Linked DNA regions of Mus musculus: all the other regions are linked to region 1. A link is a contact called in public HiChIP or PLAC-seq and Micro-C data. All regions are on one chromosome and are shown on one strand. The core of a region is the stretch at or near the end of the contact, and the rest is flanking DNA. Distances in the headings are between cores, read along the strand shown.

What was found. A called contact is a pair of places that touch in the nucleus more often than the background predicts. HiChIP or PLAC-seq counts read pairs in DNA pulled down with a chosen protein or histone mark.
Region 2: a contact with region 1 is called in an H3K27ac HiChIP or PLAC-seq map of embryonic stem cells, with 2.5 times the contacts expected there. The contact joins two enhancer-like sites. A contact is called at or near these places in 1 of 484 Hi-C or Micro-C datasets (CD4 T cells), 2 of 115 datasets of contacts at active chromatin or transcription factors (embryonic basal ganglia and embryonic stem cells) and 1 of 9 other capture datasets (liver).
Region 3: a contact with region 1 is called in a Micro-C map of embryonic stem cells, with 5 times the contacts expected there. The contact joins the promoter of Gpa33 here to the enhancer-like site in region 1. A contact is called at or near these places in 1 of 39 promoter capture datasets (embryonic stem cells), 1 of 484 Hi-C or Micro-C datasets (embryonic stem cells) and 2 of 9 other capture datasets (adipose tissue and liver).

Annotation. Positions count from the first base shown.
Region 1 is chr1:165,612,867-165,616,951 of GRCm38.p6, forward strand. The region is part of intron 1 of Mpzl1 (myelin protein zero-like 1); the gene reads right to left. Among named protein-coding and RNA genes, the nearest start is that of Mpzl1, 20 kb to the right of the region's middle. Within about 2 kb of position 2,170, at least 33 of the 459 cell types and tissues checked have an H3K27ac peak or open chromatin away from gene starts, as enhancers often do. A contact at or near this core is called in adipose tissue, embryonic stem cells and liver, where this site is marked.
Region 2 is chr1:166,151,242-166,155,326 of GRCm38.p6, forward strand. It overlaps Gpa33 (glycoprotein A33 (transmembrane)), which reads left to right. Exons shown (of 7, transcript NM_021610.2): 3 at 1,327-1,543. Among named protein-coding and RNA genes, the nearest start is that of Gpa33, 23 kb to the left of the region's middle. Within about 2 kb of position 2,335, at least 31 of the 459 cell types and tissues checked have an H3K27ac peak or open chromatin away from gene starts, as enhancers often do. A contact at or near this core is called in embryonic stem cells, where this site is marked.
Region 3 is chr1:166,128,454-166,132,538 of GRCm38.p6, forward strand. Gpa33 (glycoprotein A33 (transmembrane)) reads left to right here and starts at 1,768. Exons shown (of 7, transcript NM_021610.2): 1 at 1,768-2,151. The coding sequence starts at 2,109.

The sequences.
Region 1 (4,085 bases), core at 920-3,419:
ATGCTGGGGCAGCCCGAACAAGAAGGGCTTCCTGTCTAAGCTGCAGCAACGTTTCTGGCTATGCACCGGTGTTCCTTCTGTGGCAGATTTTCACATTTCCTCTCAAGCACTGAGGAGAAGATGACTGTCTCAGAGTAACCGAGAGCTTTCCTGACAACCCCTCCCTCTCTTCTGTAGCCATTTTCTGCTGTTAAGCCTTCCTCTTCCATACCTACCACTTCTACCACAGATCAAAAGCTACCACCACGCAGACTATCTGAAGCATCCTCTAACACTGCCCTCGTTCATGGATCCATATTTTGATGCTGTTATCCACTCTAATTTCCAAAGTCATTATAGTTACCACCACCACCACCACCATGGTTACCTCCACCAAAGTTTTCTCCTTCACCACCACATCCACCACCTCGGTCTCCATATCCTGGTCCACCACCATCGCCTCCTCTACTATTGTAACCATGACCACCACCAGAGTTACCACCATCACCTTCAAATCCTTTATATCCACCACCACCACTTCTGTAACTACCTCTTTGGCCACAATCTCTACCACCATAGCCTCCTCTTCCACCAAAGTTTCCACCAAGACCAAAATTGCTTCCAAGAGCCATAAGTTGCCATATCCTCCTTCCACTCTCTCTATGATCCAGCAGGCTGCATCTCTTCTTCACAGTTAGGCTCATTGGCAGACTCTCTGTGGTCAGCAGATGCACCTCTTGTTTAGAAATGGCCCTTTTCACATCACAGTTATGCTTATTGATAACAATTTATGGACTCTCTAGAAACTGCTCCTTGGTTCTACCACAACCATCAAGTTTTCATGGCCGGGCACACATTCCTACATCCACCTCTTCAACACAGGAGCAAGTCACAAAACCAAAGTTCCTGGAATGTTTTGTTGAAAGTCTCTCAGCTCCACACAACCTGTAACGTTCCTCGTTCTCAGAATGTTCTCTTAAACTATCATCTGTGGTTTCAGAGCTTAGGACACCAATAAACAGCTTCCTCAACTGCTCCCGTTCCTCTGGATCATGACTCCATTTTGAGACCTGACTCACCTCTGCCAACTTGAGTTCAATCTGCAAGTGGTTTCTATGCAACAGCAGCAACAGCTTTTACCAAGCATACTTCAAGCATCAGTTTCTCTTGCTTAAACCTGCACATGGTTTCAATGCAAAGGCAGAGTCTAGAATCCAAAGTGCTTTTACACAAGCACACTGCAATTGTTGTTTCTGACCTTCCACATTGAGCGGGAATGGCGCCTTTGTTAAGAATGTTCTCCTGTGTGAACAAAGAGACGCTAGAAAGCAGGTGTCCCTCTAAGGTTACATTCCATGCAGCCCAAGCAAGGGGTGGGTTCGTTGGTTTCTTAAACAATTAGGAATGGCTTCCTTTGTCCTGCCTGCCCCCCCCCACCCCCACCCTTTTAATTATTATAGTGGAAGTTCACAGTTAAATGATTGTGGATCCAGACAGCTCGTCTTCAGAGTCATAAAAGGGAGTTCTCAGGGTCTAATTACAATGTCTACACATGCAAACATGAAGAGCACCAAGACATGGAAAGAACTGTGCTAAGCTACATTCCAAATCACGAAAAGCTGAGATCCCAATGTAAAAAAAAAATAACAAATAGATTCTTTTCAGACCTAGAATTTATAATTATGGGATCATGGCAAAAAAGTGGCTATTATCTTAGATGTCCACCAACTGATGAATGGGTAATGTAGTGAAACTATACACAATGGACTTTATTCCACTATAAAGAGCCTGAAATTATGTGTAAGAAATGGGTAGAACTGGAAAACACATGAAGTGAGGTAACCCAAGCTCAGAAAGTCAAACCACAGATTGTTTCTTATATGCAGATCCTCCTATCTTTTGATATTTTTTTAAAGTTCATTTAAGTTAAGTGTATACAGAACCATGGAGACTTAAAAGGGCTTGTGAGGGGAAAAAGAGATTCTTTAATTTGGGAGGGGAAGGAGTCGGACAGATATGCTATAAAAACAGAAGTGGGGGAGGAGAGAGATGGGAGAGGAGAGGATGGTGGGGAAGGTCAACCAAAAATAATGCTGTATTTTAAAAATGTGGAAATCTGATACTTCTCAAGAAAATGCGGAAATAAAAGTTGAAGCTAGATAGCTCAGAGTCAAAGTGCTTGTTGCACAAGCCTGATAACCTAGTTCCATACCCAGAGTACCAAGTTGGCTTGGCCATGTAAGGAACAGTATAACTTGGTTTCCTGCCCCTGGAACAGGCCAGCAGTGTGTGGGCCTCCACGGGTGTCAGTGGTGGCTGTGGGCATATGGCTTGTTTGTATAATGGTGTACATATTTTCATGTTCCTCCTTCAAGGAAGGTCCTCTCTGCCAAGCTTGATGACTCCATGATAATCAGAGACAGCATGAGTCCAGGAGGCGAGGGTGTGTCTATGTCTCAGCTAAATGGTAGAACACTGTGACCTTCAGGATAGCCCTCAAGGCTGTGGGAAAGAACAACGAATCCATGAGTTCAAAAATATATAATTTCTCAACTATGCAACATATAAGGATGCAATACAAATTATATAATGAGCTTCACAGACCTAAAGGCAACTGAACTCTGAGCTAGCTTGTCAGATACTAAGGAAGGAAAGAAATAGATTTAGGGAGTGGTGATCACACGGCAAGGTCCCATCCAGCAAAGTTTTTTTGTTTATACTTACAAAGGCCGGTAGATTCCTGAGATCAAGATCAGCCTGGGACAGAGGGAATTTAGGTCCAGGCCCAGGCATGGTAGGAATGATAATTTCAGAGTTGGGTCTCACCCAGCTATCTTATTGTCTGTGCTTGTGCTTGCTGACTCTGTCTAAGAATCAAAGGGCTGGAGTCACAGGATGCTGATTCATCGGAACCTGGGGAATGACTGAATTGATACATAAATTAAAAACTGGGCTTTTGATCTGAGCTATCGTAAGAGTTTTTAGAATAGCAAGAGAAAGCTGTCTCGAGCAGAGTAGAACACAGCGAGCAATCTGGAAAGCTGTCTCTAGCGGAACACAAGTCGTCAGCTTAGAACTGTTTCGCGGCTCCCAGACACCCTTTCTCTTAGGAACCCCAAGCCAAGCTGAGGCTGGTCCTTGGCACAAAGCCCATAACAGACAGAGAGGACAGATCCCTGACAGTTGTCCTCTGACCTCCGCATGCAGGCCACAGCATACACAGTATCTCACTCCAACTTCCATGCTGTGTGCATGCACACACACATAACTGAAATGGAAGTTAACAACATAAGAGTAAAAACAAAGTTGAGGGAAGCTGCAATGTGTTAGTTAGTTCACTGTGAACTTGGCACCTATTACAGTCATCTAAGAAGGGACCTCAGGTGAGGCAATGCCTTCGTCAAGTTGGCCGATAGGCAAGCCTGTGGGACATTTTATTGATTAATGATCAATGTGGGAGGGACCAACCCACTGTAGGCAGATGGTCCTGGAAGGCAAAAGAGAGGTAGCTGAGTGGGAGCCTGGAAAGCAAGGCAGTGGTGATCAGACTTCCTCTACGGCTTCTGCGTCCGTTCTTGCTTTGAGCCCCTAATCAGGCTTCCCTTCATGGTGAACTGTTTTGGTCATAGTATTTATTATAGCAAAAGGAAAAAAGATGGAGGAGGAGGAGGAAGAGAAGGAAGAGTCGGAAGAAGAGGAGGAGGAGGAAGAGGAAAGAAGGAAAGAAAGAAAACTAAGCCACAATGTATTAACTCTGAGCCTTAAAACACTTTAAAATGACTTTTCCTGTTGACATCAGGGGAAAGATTATGGCCTACATATAAAACAAAAATTTAATGAATAAAAAGACAAAATGCTTATCAAGTGTTTCCAAACTCCATGAACTTACGTCCAAGGCTTACATAAACAAACGTCTGTGTAAACCCTGACACAGTAACAGCATCGGCACATTTCCCCCTTTGTTTAACAAGCAGCAGAAAACTTTGCTGAGTTATGCTGGGGCTCAAAGGTCAAGAAAACAAATAAACAACCCAGAAAGAACTCTTCAGTTACTGAGCCCTAGAGACTAGGGCTTCTAAAACGCACTGCCTTGCCAATTTATCTTT
Region 2 (4,085 bases), core at 1,085-3,584, 540 kb after region 1:
AGATGCGATAACAAGTATCCAGTCCTTGGAACAGTGCGCAGCATAATGACATACATATCGTAAATAGTAGTTATGGCCTTTATTGTCCAAGCTCGGCTCTCGCCAATCTGTCACTACTCACACTGTGCCCCTTGGGGTTGTCACTGCCGATTTCTGCTGTTTGTTTTTTTTTCCTTTGCCTCCAATGTCTAACATATCACACACGCTGCTCCAGCCTTCTAGCTTTTTATGCGATTAATGCACAGCTGCCTTTCGAGATTCAAAGCAGCTATCAGCCTTCGTAGGAATCGTCCCCCAAGTGGCCAGTCTATGTTATAATCATGAGATACCCTGGTTGCTTGGTTTCAAACTCACTTTTGAGGGAAGAACTCACGGGTTGTATGCCCTGGACATGGTGGACCGACATAATGGCTAGTCACGGTAGAAACAACGCCAGGCAGACCCCAACTGCTCTGCCTGTATTATCAGCTTTAGCTCTCAGCACAATCTTAGGAGATGTATTATCATCAACATCTCCATTTTGTAGTGAGAAAAGAGAGTCTCAGAGCGGCCAAGGCCATTCAGCTAGCAGCAGGGTGAGGATTTGACTGAGGCAGCCTGGTCTGTGCCTGTGGTCTAAGCTGTTAATGTGCTGCCTCGTCAACACCAACGAATAAATAAATAAACAACTTCCAAGGGCAATAGTCAGAACCAAGTGAGCTGGAACTCAGTGGTTAACTAGTGTGGTACCTGGCTTATGGTGGTGCACTGTGGGTGTTGGATGAAGGAAGGGATGGGTGAGAATAAACCATGGGCTGAGAGGGAACCAAGGAGAGAGAGGCTGGTCACAAATGTGAGTGCTGGGATCCGAGCCAGCCTCATTTACACACCGGTATTCCAGGGTGTGTGCTTCTGTGCACACTGGTCTCCCAGGGTGTGTGCCTCGGTGCTGTTTTGTGCTTTTCCTTTGAGTCAGTGTGTCATGCCTCCCAGATTGGCTTAGAACTTGCTACATAGCCAAGGACGACTTTGAACTTTTCCCTCCCTTCACCTCTGGAATGCTGGGATGATCGGCACGCGCCGCAACACCAAGTTTACACGGCACTGGGATCAAATCCAGGCCTTTACGTGTGGTAGGCAAGTACTACCAGCTAAACTACAACCCCAGTCCCTAAAGCTCAAAAGCAAATCTTTAAAAGTCTAAAGTTATCTAGCTAGATAACAAGAGGAATCTACCAGCAGGTACTGCCCTTCTGTTTGACATGTTGTTGGTTTGCTCTGGGGGACGAAGATTGAGTCAGGGCAGGTCTACACCAGGTCCTGACAGACATTTCCTCTTTCTCTCAGGAAAGAGTGGTCACCTGGAATTTTGTGACAAAGAAATACATCTATGGGAACCGTTATGAGAATCGAGTGAGAGTATCTAACGATGCTGAGTTGTCAAATGCCTCTATCACCATCGACCAGCTGACCATGGACGACAATGGCACCTACGAGTGCTCCGTGTCACTGATGTCGGACCAGGATGTCAACGCCAAGTCTCGAGTCCGCCTCTTGGTCCTTGGTGAGTGTCTCTGTCTTTTCCTGTGGGAGGAGGGTGGGCAGAGAGGCGCTGTCAGCAGCAGAGCCATGGTTCTGTCTCTCCCTCTGTCTCTCAAATGCTCTCCGGGGGTTCTCGGTGGCTAGCAGGGTGTTTCTGAGGGCAGAGGTGTGGCTTTGGAGTCACCCCTTGCTCCCGTTGCTCGTTGCCCTCCATACCAACTCTTCTTTCCCCTTCCAAACTCATTACTGAAAAGAAGTGAAGGGGATCCCCCAAGCAATACACGGGTTCTCATCTTGTGTGGCACTCACAGGGCCAATCGTGACCCCCATAGGTGACTCTTTCCCTGCTCTCAACTCTGTTCCACACCAGTTTTTCCACCCTTCCTCTAACAAAGGCACAGTCGCCAACCAATGGGAAGTATGTCCCAGGATAGCATCCTTTTCACAGGAGAATTTGTTGGAATTTATAGTTTTGGAGAGGCGAGGAAACTCATCTGCTTTAATTTCTGAGTAGGTGAGGCCCACAGGAAGTAATTGCCTCAAACCAGTTACTGGGATTGCTTTAATGAGAATCTAGTCTATGTGCAGTGTGAGCAAGGCCCCACTTCTGGGAGGTAGCATCTCTGTGCATCAAAACAGAGGATCCTTTTTCCTCTTTTTCCTTTACACTACTTGGCAGAAGCTCTTTTAAATTGTATGTGGTAGTTGTTGGACTCATAGAAAGCCTTATAGCGTGTCAGACTACACTGCGGTTATCAACTAATGCTGCCTAAAGAATAGGCAAGACCTCTTCCACCCCGCCACCATGTGGCAACCAGTGGTAATGCAGGCAGGCGTCTTAGACTTCGCCCGGCGTTCTCCCAACGCACACCACACACTCAGACACTTTGCTCTTTCCTGTGAAGACGTGAGATATTATAAAGCACTTAGCAAGTTGCTTCTTGACAGCGCACCGTGAACACCTCAGGTTTCAACGCTTTTTTTTAGCTCTTGTTTGAACAAGCAATACTACAATATACCCCTTTATCTCACTTTGTGTAGAGGTATGAATAAAAATCATAAGTTATATATACATATGAGGATTATATATACACAGACTTGTATAACATTTGGGTTCTTTAAATACCTGGCCTGCCTTTTTTGACAGAGGATTTCAAACAAATGGCAAGAATCGGTGTAAATCTGAAACCTGATTCTGCTGGTCCTCCAACCAAACTCCGGCCCGTACATCAAGGACCACCTACTTTTAAAGACAATCAGATTAACCCGAAGAGTTAAGGCTACACGTTTAATATGAGAGTATGGAATTCGTTGAAACTAACCTCTTGCTTTAAAAAAAATTACATGTTAATAAACCCAGCAATATTCTTTGTGAAAAGTTTTCTTTCTCGGTGTCTATATAACTAGATAATTTTTACAAGAGAATGACTTTAATTATACGGGGCGGCTCATTCTGGGGAGGCTAGCAGGAAACTCCGACCTTAGCCCCGGGGAGCTAGCCTTGTCTAGCTCACCTGCAGGAAGCCCCTAAGTCAGAAGACTCAGCAGCCTGTGCGGCAGGTGTTAAATCCTTGTCCTGGCCTCTGGCGCCCCCTGACGTCTTCAAAGGGAACAGACGGCATCTGAGAGGCTTTGAAGCCTAACACATCCCCTCCCACCCTCCATGGCCTCTCCCTCAGTAATTACTCAGGTAACCTTCTGTTTGTAAAACAGGCCACGTGAGAACAAGACCCTCTCCCTTGTGAGTTTCTGCTCCCTCGCCAGTCCTCTTGGCTCCCGCCCGCGGGCTCTTTAAACTAGATCTAACTCGAGATCCCGGCTGTTTGTGATTGGGGCGCTGAAGATCTGGAGAGAGAGGGCCCGGGTGTGCCTGGCACAGGGCCCGCAGGAAGTTTAGAGCCTGTGGTCAAGGGCCTGGAGCGAAAGATCTCGACTCAGTCCTCTTGAAAGCATATCTCTCTTGCTGGCCATCACCCTGGCGGGCAGTTTCTGGAGTTCCTGTTCAGACCACACCCAAGGAGTGGATGAAGCAGGTGCTAGTTTTCCAAACAGGCGCCTTTGCCTTTTACGCCTCAGCAGTTGGTCTCTGGCACTTTCCTTCCCACTTCTGTCTGTATCCGACAACTCCACCCCGCCCCGACCAACCAACCAACCAACCAACCAACCAACCAACCAACCAACCAAAAACTAGCTTGGGGGGTGGGTGGTGTCCCTCTGCTATTCCACCACTTAGTCTAATGAGTGTATGGGAGTTTGCCGCTGCGCCTCCTGCTAAAGGCATGCCTGAGAGTGAGGTTGGCTAGGTAAGGGCCCTGCAAGGTTCTGGTGTGCGGCCCAGGAGGGAGAGAGAACCACAGCAGGAAGGAATGCTCAGAGGGTAGGTTCGCCTCCCCTTCACCGCCAGTCTCAGGTCTGCTAACTCCCGGGCGGGCGGGCAGGATGCTGCAGGAGCCTAAGTAGCCAACCTCTGGCAGGTGTTCTGCTCACCTGCTCCTGCAGGCTGGCCTTTGATCCTCAGGAGCTAGGGTTTTGTTTGGCGATTCGGGAGTGCCTCTAATGTGTCC
Region 3 (4,085 bases), core at 518-3,017, 520 kb after region 1:
TGCCACCATCCTTGCAGTCCCCAACTGCCCACAGTTAACCCTCTCATGCTCGACGTCCTGAGAGTCCGTGCATCCTTCCTTCTACCTGCCTCCATGCTTCTGGTGGCTTCCAGTTCACCCTCTCCACAGTGACCCCTCCCCTATCCATCCATCTTTCCATCTGCCTCCACGTTTGTAAATATTTCTTAGTTACCTCCTATGCACTGGGCACTGTACCTGACTAAGTTAGTTAGACTCATAGCCCTTGTCTTCCTAGCTAGATGGAAACGTGCCCAGAGTAGTAGCCTCAGAGATTGGCTGAATGAATGAATGAGCTCACAGTTTATTAGGAGGCATTAGACAGAGACTAAATATAGCTGAAGTGTAAGAGTGGAGTTCCTGCCCTAGAAGAGACTCAGAGCGCTGCACTGAATCTCAAGAAGGAGCAAGTTCTGAGCTGCGAAGCCAGGGAAGGCTTCGTGGGAGACATGATGTAGGAGCAGGCCTTTAAAGGATAAGCTGGATAAAATATAATGGGTATAATAGTGGGGAGGGGCTGCCGAGAGAGCACAGTGCACAGTCCTGCAGCAGGAAAGAACGAGCCGCAGCCGGCTAGATGTCTAAGTAGAGACAGAACAGAGGTTACACACCCTGGAAGATAACTCTTAAAAGGGAAGGGACGTTGAAGAGTGAATCCTAGCACACCTTACAGGACAATTTAAGGAGCAGATGGACGTCCGTTCATTTCTTAAGGGCTGCAGAGTCAGCAAGAGAGCCAGAGTAGAGACCCAGCATCAGGGGGTCTGTCCTGAGTAAGATAACCTGACGACAGTGTCCAGAAACTGGAAAATCATCATATACAGTAGGAGAAGGCTAAACTGTGACTAAGCAAAGTGTAACAGGTGAAAAGCAATAAGTTTGTAAGCCAACTAAACCTGGTAGTTAGAAAAGATCACTGTACACAGGGAATTTGTAATACAAGGCAACACCTGGGAAAGCATTTATAGTAATCACTTTATCAAAAGTGAGTTTCCCAAGAACACAAAGACACTCTAGAAACCAGGAAGCCCAAGACCAATAACTATGTAGAAATATGAACAAACTTGGAAAAGGTAACACGTGGTGTGATATTATTCATTACCTATTAAGCAGAACATAGTAGTGCTGTATGTATGAATGCAAAAAAACTCTAAGGTATTTTATTAAATAAAAATATTTAAATGACATAATATCATTTGTACATATTCTATAATGTAGAGTATCTATGGCAGAGCCTGATCAGATAGCTCTCCCGGAGAGCTATTTCCTATAGATATTCTTGGCTGTACTGAAACTGACTCTGCAGACCAGGCTGACCTCAAACTCACAGAGATCTGCCTGCCTCTGCCTCCTGAGTGCTGGGATGAAAGGTGTTTCGGTTCACCTCTTACATTTATTCGAAGGTAACAAACATCTCAGTTGTTTTGGGACTGTGAGGTTTCAGGGCTCCCAGGTTACAAGACTATGGTGTTAGAAACTGAGAGGAAGAACTAAGATACATTGTCATCTTGGTTTCTTGTGTATCTGCTACTTTCCCAAGCCGGGTACCAATTCTGAACACAGGAACTTCCTGTGTCCTCCGAGACCACATTTCTGTCCCAGTGTGGGAGTCAGAGAAGAGAGGAAGGGCAAAGAAAAAGACAATGCCGGGTCTTAATGTGCCTCAGCAAGTGTGGGCAACACCCTGCTTTTACTAGCTTTCACTTCTGAGCTCGCTCCCTTTTTATTACACAGCAACAACATCCCATCAGTTATGAGAGGTCCACACCTTCTGAGAAGCACAGGACTTTGCACTCCTGCTGAAGAGGGAGAAGGCAGGAAGATGGCTGGCTCCAGGAAGGAAGAAGACTCTTGTTGGGGCCTTTCATAGAGTAGGTGGAGCAGGGGCCTCACCCCATAGGTGAGCTCACCTGCCAGTCCGTTGACTGGGTGGGGCATGTGGGCCCAGTCTGGCCCAGGTGAGCTGGAGGAGAGTCACAGGGACTACAGGCTGAACCAGGCCAGAGGCCATAGCTTTAACCAGACAGCCCAGACCTGTCCAGTGCCCTGCCAGTTCCAGACTGGGCTTGTGTCGGGAAAGGAGCCAGACCATGTTGGGGAAGGCAGGATCTGTGGTGTGGATGTTCTGTGCAAGTGAGTACGCCCCTCTGCTGCCAGCTCTGGGGAATGGGTGGGGTGTGTGACCGACTGCTGAAGCAGAGGCAGTCCTAGTGTCCCTCACTTCCCCTGGTCCCAGCAGTGCTCTGTCCCACTGAGCAGAGCTATACATTCTACTGTTTGGTGGGGGCAGTTTGTAGGCCTGGTCCTAAATCAACACAGTCCTTGTCTCCGTTAGCTCCCAAACAACCCCCAGTCCATTGTTGAAATGAGAAACTCAAAGGGTTAGACACAGTATTTGAAATTAAGGATTGCTCTCAAAAACGCCAGGGTGTGGATCTAGATAGATTTACTGCCTAGGGCAGTGGTTCTCAACCTTTCTAATGTGCTGAGCCTTTAATATAGTTCTGCATGTTGTGGTGACCCCCTAACCTTAAAATTGTCATTGTTGTTTCATAACTGCAAATTTGCTACTGTTATGACTCGTAATGTAAATATCTGTGTTTTCTGACGATCTTAAAGGACCCTGTGGGGGGGGGGGGGTAAACCATTCCATCTCCCAAGGGGTGGCGACCCACAGGTTGAGAACCATTGATCTAGGTTTTGGTTTTGGTTTTCCAGTCTTTTTAAAATTAGAAAAAGACACGACCATAAACATGTTAGCACCTATGTCACCCACAGGAAACTTAAAGAGGAAAAAATTTCCTCGATATCCTGCATAGAGCCACAAGCTGGAAAGCAGGCTTCCACAGGCCGGTGCTCCCTGTGTTCCCTGCCTGGCAGAGAACCCCTCCTCCCACCTCTCAAAGCAGCATCAGATGGGTTTGCGGCGGAATAGAAACTAAGTGTTAAATAGCAAAGCAGTTGTGTGGAGAAGGGCAGGGTGCCTGAGGGTGTCTGCATACCGGGGGTCAGGAACGCTGAGAGGAGTTTAGTTCAGAGACCCTAGTTCAGTGTCTTTGTCCAGCAGCTTGCTTCCAGGATCTGGGAACCACCGGGAGGAAGTGAGAGCTGAACAGGAAATTCAGGAGCCCCGAGGAGGCTTTGGTTAGCACACTGTTCAATACACCCTGGCAAGCCCAGAACCAACTGAGCCACCACCCGGCACATCCTCCAGGGCTCTGGGCTTCCTCTCCAGCCTGCCTCTGAACCCTTGCTTTGGAGTGAAGGACAACCTGCTAGGCAGGACAACTGCTTGATCAGTTCAAGGCTTTGAGGGACAGTTACTCTGCCTAGCGGGTTCAAGTTCTATGGGCAGGTCCATTTTTCCTGAGACAAATGCCCCTGTCCCCTTGGCTTGCCCATTCCTTCATCTGCTCGGTCCCTCATTGGGCACAAGGATTGTGTGGGTGCCTGAGGGATGGGAAGTCTGGATTTGCCAGCCTCAGCCTTCATATCTGAAAGGAGGATGCTTGCCTCAGGAGAGGGAGGCTGGAAGGACACGGCCACCCTCTCCTACTCTGCTCCAGGATTTTCTGACCCTTTCCTGAGCCAGGACTTTTCTCCATGCACATGCATGCATACATGCACACACCTGACTTGCACTCGCACATGTGCACACACACACATGCACGCACCAGTATAAAACTCTGTGTTCTTTACCCTGTTACTAACACATGTATGCATAAAAGAAGTAATACTGGCTCAGGGAAATACCAAAAACTGAGAACACAGTCACTTGCCCAGCTTAGAATGAGAAATGTCCTCAATTCTCAACTGCCTGGAGCAGGCTGGTGGCCTTCTCCTGGAGTGTGAGGCATGTGACCTCTGGGTGAACCCAGCCAGCAGGAATAGCTGAGGGGTGGGAGATGGGGGGATGAGGGTGGTGGAGTGGGAGCATGGGGTGTGTGTGTGTGTATCCTGACACACTGTTAAAGTGTGTTCTCTGCCCTCACCCTCTCCCCTGCCAGCTCTGCTCAGAACCACATGCCCACCCCACCTTTCTTTCCTCCATGACTATCTGCTCTAAG